Regions from separate parts of the Pan troglodytes genome. Here region 1 is linked to region 2. Evidence: chromatin contacts called from public Hi-C data. All regions are on one chromosome and are shown on one strand. Each heading gives the region's core, a stretch centred on a gene start, on an enhancer-like site or on the middle of the called end of the contact. The rest is flanking DNA. Distances are from core to core; before and after follow the strand shown. Region 1 holds the start of ANKRD9 (ankyrin repeat domain 9). Region 2 holds the start of TECPR2 (tectonin beta-propeller repeat containing 2).

Region 1 (3,751 bases), core at 388-2,887, 140 kb before region 2:
GTACCCCTACTCCTGCTGACAACCTGGCTGCTGTAAGCTTGGCAGTTGCCATGGACTCCCTGGGAGAGATGGCGTGGCCTGGAACGTCCCCCGCCCTGAGGTGGGGCAGGGCTGGTGGGGTCTGGTCATCCCCCTGGTGGGTCCATGCATGGCAGCCTGGGCAGGATACATGTGAGTGCCTACCTGCGCTGGGGTGGCCTGACCCTCTCTGGGCCTCACAGCTTTGTCTGCCTCATGGTACTGTCCACCTGGCCTCTCAGGACTGCTCTGTGGCGTGTGTGCTTAAGGGATTGAGCTCGTTGGGCTGGGGACAGGGGCCTGCCTAGGTCTGTTGAGAGGGCCCAGGTAAGACTTCCACCCAGACTGACTGGCTGGGGCACACAGAGAAGCCAGGACAGGGCTGATTGTGTGTGCAGGGGCGTGCCCTCTGGACGAGGCCCCTCCCACCGGGGCGAGGCAGAGGCCTTGCTTGGTTGGAGCGGAGTGGGGGAGTGGGAGGGTCTCCCTGGTGAGATAGTACTGGAAGGGCAGGGACAGCATTCTAGGGAAGGAACCAGAAAGAGCCCCTGCATGGAATGTGGGGATTTCACCATGAGACCCCGGCTGCCTGGCCTCTGAGAACGTGTGTGCGGGGATTCCAGGTGGCAGGTCGTGTCTGGGAGGATGGGTGGGGGGCTGAGCAGTCATTGCCCCTCTCCAGATCTGCGTCCACATCTGTAAAATGGGCCTAGAATTCCCAGCCGCTGGGGGCGAGTGAGGCCATAAATTAGTTGAGATGGACCCAGGCTCCTAAGCCCCCTAGGTCATGACCCCAAACCTTGGAACCCCCGACGGAGACGGTGGGGGTGGCCGAGGCCCAATCGAATCTATCCCGCCCAGATGTGGGAAGAACCGCAGGGCAAACCCCCGGCTTCCCTCCTGGCCGCTCCTCTCTTTGAGGCCACCTCTCTGAGCCCTGATTTCCTGGCGGGTGAACTGGGGATCATCGTGTCCACTGTGGCTGGTGGTCGTGAAACGAAGTGGAAACATGAGTGTTGAGGCCGAGATGGGCGCAGTGCGCGCTCCTAAACAGCTGTCCCCATCCGTCCGCCCCTCCCTCCCTTGCGCGGGTCAGCTGGAGCGGGGGCGCGCCAGGCACGACCCTGGCCGGGCAGAAGGCGGTGGAGCCCTTAGGGGTCGCGGCTCCTACCCCCGGCCCTCCCATGTGCAGATGGGGTAGCAGCCCGGAGGTTTTTCCCAAGGTCACGGAAGGTCAGAGAAAAGGGGAGCTGGACGCGACGAGGAAAGTCACGCACGGCGGAGGGCGGGCCACCTACGCGCGCGCCCGAGTTCGCAGAGCAGCGGCGCCCTCCCGGGCTGGGGCAGCTCGGAGCTCGGAGCCTTTCTTCGCCCGCAGCTCGGGTTCCGGGAGCCCCGCCCCCGCCCATCAACGCCCCGCCCCTTTCGCCACGGCCCCGCCCCTCCTCTCCGTTCTCCCCGCCGGCGCTCCCTCAAGTTTCTCCGAAGTTTTCCGCGGGTCCAGCGGTGCGCCCCGCCCGCCGGCCGGTGACGTAACAATGGTGCAGCGCGGCGGCCAATGGGTGGTGGCGGGGGCCGGCGGCGCGGGCCAATGGCGGCGGCGGACGGTCCCGCTGTCCTGCCTGGCCGGGGCCGCACTGCGCCGCCCGCCGCCCGCCGCCCGCCCGCCCGCCCGCCGCCGGCGACGGCACCGCCGCCCTGCGATCCGGCCGCGGCGGCTCAGAGCGCGGCTGCGGCGGGCGCGGGCGGCGGTGGCTCCCTCCCGTGCGTCCGTCGTGGGACCTTTGCCCGCTCGCCCGCGGGGGACAGCGCGCGCTCCGGTCCGCGGCAGGGGCGGGGACGCCCGGCCTGTGGCCCCGCGCCCCCCATGGTGAGTCCCCGTCCCCCGCGCCGCGCCCGCGGCCGCCGCCCCCTCCTCCTCCGGCACACGCGCACGCAGGTGCAGCCCTCGCTGCGCCGGCCACCTGCGCACGGACGCCCCGCTCGGCCCCGCGACCCTCCGCCGCCCGACGTCTGGCCGTGCAGGCCGGGAGGGGACGGGTAGGAGGTGGGGGGTGGCCCCGGGCGCGGCGCTGCCTTCGATGGCCCAACCCCCTTATTCACGAGCCGCGGCCGTGACTCTGCCCGGTGACGTGGGGAGGCCGAACTTTACGTAACCCGCCCGGCGCCCCACGCGTGCCGGCACAGGGCATATCTGGGGCCCGGAGGCCCAGGCTTGGGGAAGGGGCTCCAGTCACGGTGTTGCCCACGGGCCACAGCCTACCCGCACCGCGCCGCTCTCTTTAACTCAGTTACTGCCAGTGATAGTGACCCAGTCAGTGTGTGTGGACGCGGCCTGCCTTCTGTCCCAGGCCCCTTGTGACCAAGGGCTTACCCTTGAAAGAAGGCAGTAGGGAGGCTGGGACGGAGCCAGAGGTCAGACGCCTAGGCTCAGGTCGGGGCTGGGGACTCAGAGGGCAGGGTCAGGGCTCAAGCTCGATTGCCTGTGGGCTGGGGGTCCCCACCAATTCTGGAATGAGCCCAAACTGAGACGCAGGGGACCTGAGTTCTAGGCCTGGCTCTGCCGTGGCTTGCTGACCTTGGAGAATTGGAGAAGCTTGTGCCCTGCTGGAAAGTGGGATGGCAGTACCCGCTTCATCTAGTAGTCGGGGAGATCAAGAGAGGTATGGGACCTGAAGAGGATGGCAGACTGTGCAGTGCGGTGCACACCGGTCTCCAGGTTGTTTTCACCCTCCTGTCTCCTCCTAGGAGCTAACGTGTAAGCAAACATGTTTGGATAGAGGGCTGGTGCCACGCCCCAGGCTCACCCCGCCCGCACAGCCGTCGTCCACCCCTCCCCTTTCTTACAGATGAAGCTGAGGCTCGGCCAGGGACTGTGATATACCCACATCCCCGGAACTAGGTGATCGCGGTGCAGGAACCAGGTAGGTCTGAGTCTGGATCATGCCTCTGAACAGCCCAGGAAGAGGCTCCAGGGGCCTCCAAGTGGTCTGGGGTCGGAGGTCAGGGTCAGGGTTGCGCTTGGGCTGGAGAGTGGATTTGCCTCAGCTTGAGATGTGGGCCCAAGCTTTCTGATCCCCTCCCTGGCCTTTTCTTTATTTGGGGTCGTATGAACCTGGCTTAGGTGGGAACAGAAGCTCTTCCAGTGGGTCCCTGGGTTGGAGAGGGGAGGGGAGATTTGAGGGCATGGGCAGCAAGGGCATTTCCAGCAGAGGTGCCAGAGAGCAAGTCAGTTTCAAGGAGGGAGAACAGGTACAGCTAGATCAAGGATGGAGGCGGTGGTTCTGGGCGTCGGAGAGATGGAGCTCTGTAGGGTGACTGGAAGGGCCTGGCCGAGGCTGGAGGTAGGTACGAAGGCCTGGTGGGCCAGGACCAGAGGGGCTGTGTGAGGGGCAGAGGGGAGTCCCCGGGCCTCCCCAGTTTCCCCGCGCCTCACCGTGGCCTCTTCCTTTCCCCGCAGGTGTGCCTTCGCGGGATCCATGCCTTGAGGCCCAGGAACGCCCCGCCGACAGCATGCCGTGGGACGCGCGGCGGCCTGGGGGTGGCGCGGACGGCGGGCCCGAGGGCTCGGGCGCGGCGCGCTCGCGAGCGCAGAAGCAGTGCCGCAAGTCGTCGTTCGCCTTCTACCAGGCGGTGCGCGACCTGCTACCCGTGTGGCTGCTGGAGGATATGCGCGCCAGCGAGGCCTTCCACTGGGACGAGCGCGGGCGCGCCGCCGCCTACTCGCCCTCTG
Region 2 (4,018 bases), core at 1,454-3,953:
TGTGGTATTTTGTGTCTGGTTGCTTTCACTTAGCATAATGTTCTCAAGGTTCCTCCATGTTGCAGCACAAATCAGTACTTCGTTCCTTTTTATTGCTGGACAGCCTTCCATTGTCTAGACAGGCCACGTTTTGTTTGTGCATCCATCAGCTTTCCATCACAGTCCCTGCACACACCATAACCTGTATGTCTCTGCAGAACAAAGTCCCTTTCCACTCTTCCCTATTCCCCCACATGTGCCCTGTAAGAACTAGTCCTCCGCCACCAGGAAGCCTTCATAAATTCCCTCAGATACTTGGTTGGTCTTTCTCTGCTTTCACAGAACTCCATGATGGCAGTTATCGCACAGCACCATCATTATCTGTTTTCTCTCCCCTTCAATGGACTCTTTCTCATCTTCACCTATGTTCTTCTAGTCTGTATACTTTGTGGTGCTTTAAAAGACCAATAAAGAGTATGGTACAATCAATGCTCAATACACGTTTGCTGAATGAATCTCTCTCTCAAAGCACTGTGCTAGGTTCACCCAAGTATGACAGCCCTAAATATAAAATAGTGGCAAAAAGTCAATGGAACTCTTATGTCCAGGTCCAAAGAATACATTCATTTTAAATTGAACACGCATCTTAAGTAACAGCTCCCTTCTACCTTAGCAATTCGCAAAGCCATCAACTACTCCCTTCTAATTTTACTGATCTCTCTGTGCATTACTGAATCTAGAAATCTCTTCGTGCTTGACACCAAAGCTTTTCATTATAACCCTTTCCTGATCTATTCCTCATCTTCCCAAGTTCAATCAACTGCCTCTGCCTGATGCCTGTTTCCTTCCTTTTCTTCCCACTAAGTTCCAGTAGCCATTTTTTTCAACTCCTACAGCGGCTAGTATGAAATGAAATTCTCCCCAAACTTAAGTGTAACTTCTTTAAGAAAAAATTGGAAAAAAAAATCCAGTAGATGCCAGTCTTCTATTGAAAAAGATACGTGGTGTTAATATAGCTGATGCCTAACAAAAGCTACTTCCTAGTCACTCCTTCAGAAGAGGGTTATCCTCATTCCATCTTCCCCACCACTGGTTTTCCAAGGCAGTCCTGAAAATTCAATTTGTGTGTCCCCTACACCTGCACTTAGTTCTCCCTTTTAAAGTTCAAGGGCCAGACCATGATCTTTCTGAGGCAGTGACCTCAGGAAGGGTCTGTCTGGTTCACCATAGCATCCCTAGAGCCAGCCTGGCACAGTGCTGGCACACGATGGCCAAATAACCACCAATATGGGACGTAAGTCAGGTTAACAACAACAACAACAAAAACAAGGTCAGAGGTTTATCAAGGTACATTATAGCTGGGTGTGAGAAAACACAAAGTCCTGCAGCTTAAAAGACCAGGAATCGCTGGTGATCACAAGGAGCTACAGTGGCTTCATTCCCAGATTCTACCTATGCCTGGGATTTGGGTTTTGAGATTTCCCAGAACTCTGTCTACAAGACCTCGGCTGCAAGGAGGCAGTCAACAAGTGCAACTGATCACTCCAGTAGATGAGAAAAGGATGCACCCAGGCTGGTATCCCACATTCTGCCAACACATGGAACATAAGTCACAGAACAGAATAAAATTCCTGAATCCCAATAAGAGAGGAAGAAAAAAGTGCAGGGAAGAGAAATGGAAGTAGAGAAGGAGAAACTAAAGTCATGAGAAGTCAGAGACATATCAGAAGGGACTAGAGGGCGAGAACGCAGGCTAGCACAGATGACAGCAGGGGCTCCCCTTTACTGAAATGTATAGCGGCAGGCACCGTGCTTAAGTTTACATGCACTGACCCATTTAATCCTCTTACCAAGCCAGAGGTAGAAACTATTCTCATCTCCATTCCACTGGTGATGAAACTGGAGCGGAGTGAGGTAGGGCACTTGCCCCAGCACAGAGCTAGGAAGGGGCCGCTGGGACCTGCCCGGCTCTGACTCCAGGACACCCCATCCTTTAACACTTACTACCTATTCTGCCTCCCAGGCCTTCAAATAGGATTGGGAAAGGAGTCATTCGCTTATCCATTCATCGAACACTGAACACCAACTGGATGAGTGTCAAGGCCTGGGGCCAGGCGCCGGTGGGCGGATGTAAGGGACGCGGGCTGCGAGTGGGGGACAGAACACGACGTCAATCTTAAGGCGAAGGAGCAGAGCCCGCGGCCAGACCGGCAGCCGGGATGCAGGGTGGGGCCGGGGGCCGAGGGCGCGGGACGCGCAGCGGAGGCCTGAGGAGGGGCGGGCGGCCCCTGCTCCCCGCTGCGGACCGCCGGCTTCTGCGGGCGGCGAGCCAGGCGCTCCGTGTGTTGTGGCATTTAGTGTCCGCCACTCCGCGCGGGCGAGACCGCGGGCGAGGGAGACGGGGCGGACGGGCATGGAGACCTTGCGGGGCTGAGGCAAGGGAAGAGTGGCCCGGGGGAGGCCGAGGAGGGGCTCGGGGCCAGGCGTCGGGGGCGTCGGGGCCGCTTGCGGCGTCGCCGGACTCACCTCCCGCGGCAGCCCCTCCGGACTCGTCGGCCCCGCCGGGCCGGAGGAGGCGGGGATGGACTCCGGGCCGCGGGGGCTGCCGGGAGCCTGTTCCCTGGGCAACGGGGCCGGCACCGGGGCCAGCACCGAAGAGCAGCAGCTGGCTCCGCCGGGGGATAGAGCGGCAGAGCCACAAGTGGCGGCGGGCGGGGCGGACGTGACGCAAATGCGTTTCCGGTGGGGTGGGCGGGGCTTCGCGTCTCCTTCTACGGATATCTGTGGACCTTATGGAAGGTGCGTGAGATCGGTTCCTTTCCCGGGGTGGGGTGGCTGTGAATGTTACTGCTTAGGCCGCAGGTTGGACCAGAAGCTCAGGAGCTCCCCGGATTACATGAGGTTAAATGGAGGTACTCTGTCTTGCCCCAGCCTAGCCCGCAGGCCCCTCGCAGCCTCTGCGAGCTGCTCGGGAGACAGTTTTGCCGAGCCTCCGTTTTTTCACATGTGCAGTGACAGATGAACGGGACGATATACGCAAATGAGTGTCAGCAGATCCGACATCCAAATTGTAATTATTGTCACTATAAATTAGTACTAACAGAGTTCACTGGGTGCCAAGCCTTGCATGCTCATCTCGTCCAGAAACTCCTCTCTGAACTGCCCTCAGTCAGAACATTCTGCTTGTAATGAAAGCTGGCTTTCGCCTAGTGCTCAGTTTGCTGAGTACTGCTCCAAGCACTTTAAGTGGATCATCTCATTTGAACCTCACAGTGGTCCCATGAAGTAATGTCAACCCCATTTTGCAGATGGGGAATCGAGGCTCAGAGGGGATAAGTAACTTAGCCACTGTGCCCTTACCCTACCCTGTCCTGTGACGCTGATGACTGGTCTGTCTTTACCAGCCCTTGAGTTTCTTGAAGTCAGTTATGTTTTTGGTTCCTAAATATGTGCCCCGTATGAGTCAGGCTGACCATGAATCAGATGTGATCCTGCCCTCAGAATCTCCTGTTAGGGGGAAAACCCTTAGACAATTATAGAACAGGTGGTAAGAGCTATTCCTCCATTTACCTCATTTTATGCAAAGCCTCCTATGTGTGGAAGGTTTGAAAGAGAACAAGACATAGTTCCTACCCTAGTCGAATTTCCAGTTTAGCAGGGAATATAGACATTAAACAAGCAAATACACTCCACTGGTGAATGTCATGATAGCAGAATTATAGGGTGTACCACATATCTAGTGGTGAGTCGTAACCCAACCTGGGGGATCCAGGAATACTTCTCTGTGGAAATGACTTTCTAAAAACCTAAATCAGATAATTTCACTGCCCTATCCAGAGCTCATTGCTCACTCCCCATTGTATTAGGTTGGTGCAAAAGTAATGGCAATTTTGGCTGTTAAAAGTAATGGCAAAATCTGTTACTTTTGCACCAAGCTAATACTTAGAAGTCCAAACTTCATTTTTTTTTATTTTGTTTCGTTTTTGAGACGGAGTCTCGCTCTGTCACCCAGGCTGGAGTGCAGTGGCGCGATCTGGGC

What was found. Hi-C and Micro-C count contacts between places; a contact is called where the count stands out from the background.
Region 1: a contact with region 2 is called in a Hi-C map of stem cell-derived neural progenitor cells, with 1.9 times the contacts expected there. The contact joins the promoter of ANKRD9 here to the promoter of TECPR2 in region 2. A contact is called at or near these places in 1 of 7 Hi-C or Micro-C datasets (stem cell-derived neural progenitor cells) and 1 of 1 datasets of contacts at active chromatin or transcription factors (stem cell-derived excitatory neurons).

Annotation. Positions count from the first base shown.
Region 1 is chr15:100,520,377-100,524,127 of NHGRI_mPanTro3-v2.0_pri, reverse strand. ANKRD9 (ankyrin repeat domain 9) reads left to right here and starts at 1,637. Exons shown (of 3, transcript XM_009428496.5): 1 at 1,637-1,888; 2 at 2,868-2,942; 3 at 3,479-3,751. The coding sequence starts at 3,532.
Region 2 is chr15:100,377,290-100,381,307 of NHGRI_mPanTro3-v2.0_pri, reverse strand. It overlaps TECPR2 (tectonin beta-propeller repeat containing 2), which reads right to left and starts at 2,703. Exons shown (of 19, transcript XM_016926982.4): 1 at 2,506-2,703. It overlaps CINP (cyclin dependent kinase 2 interacting protein), which reads left to right and starts at 2,602. Exons shown (of 5, transcript XM_001164253.6): 1 at 2,602-2,778. The coding sequence starts at 2,772.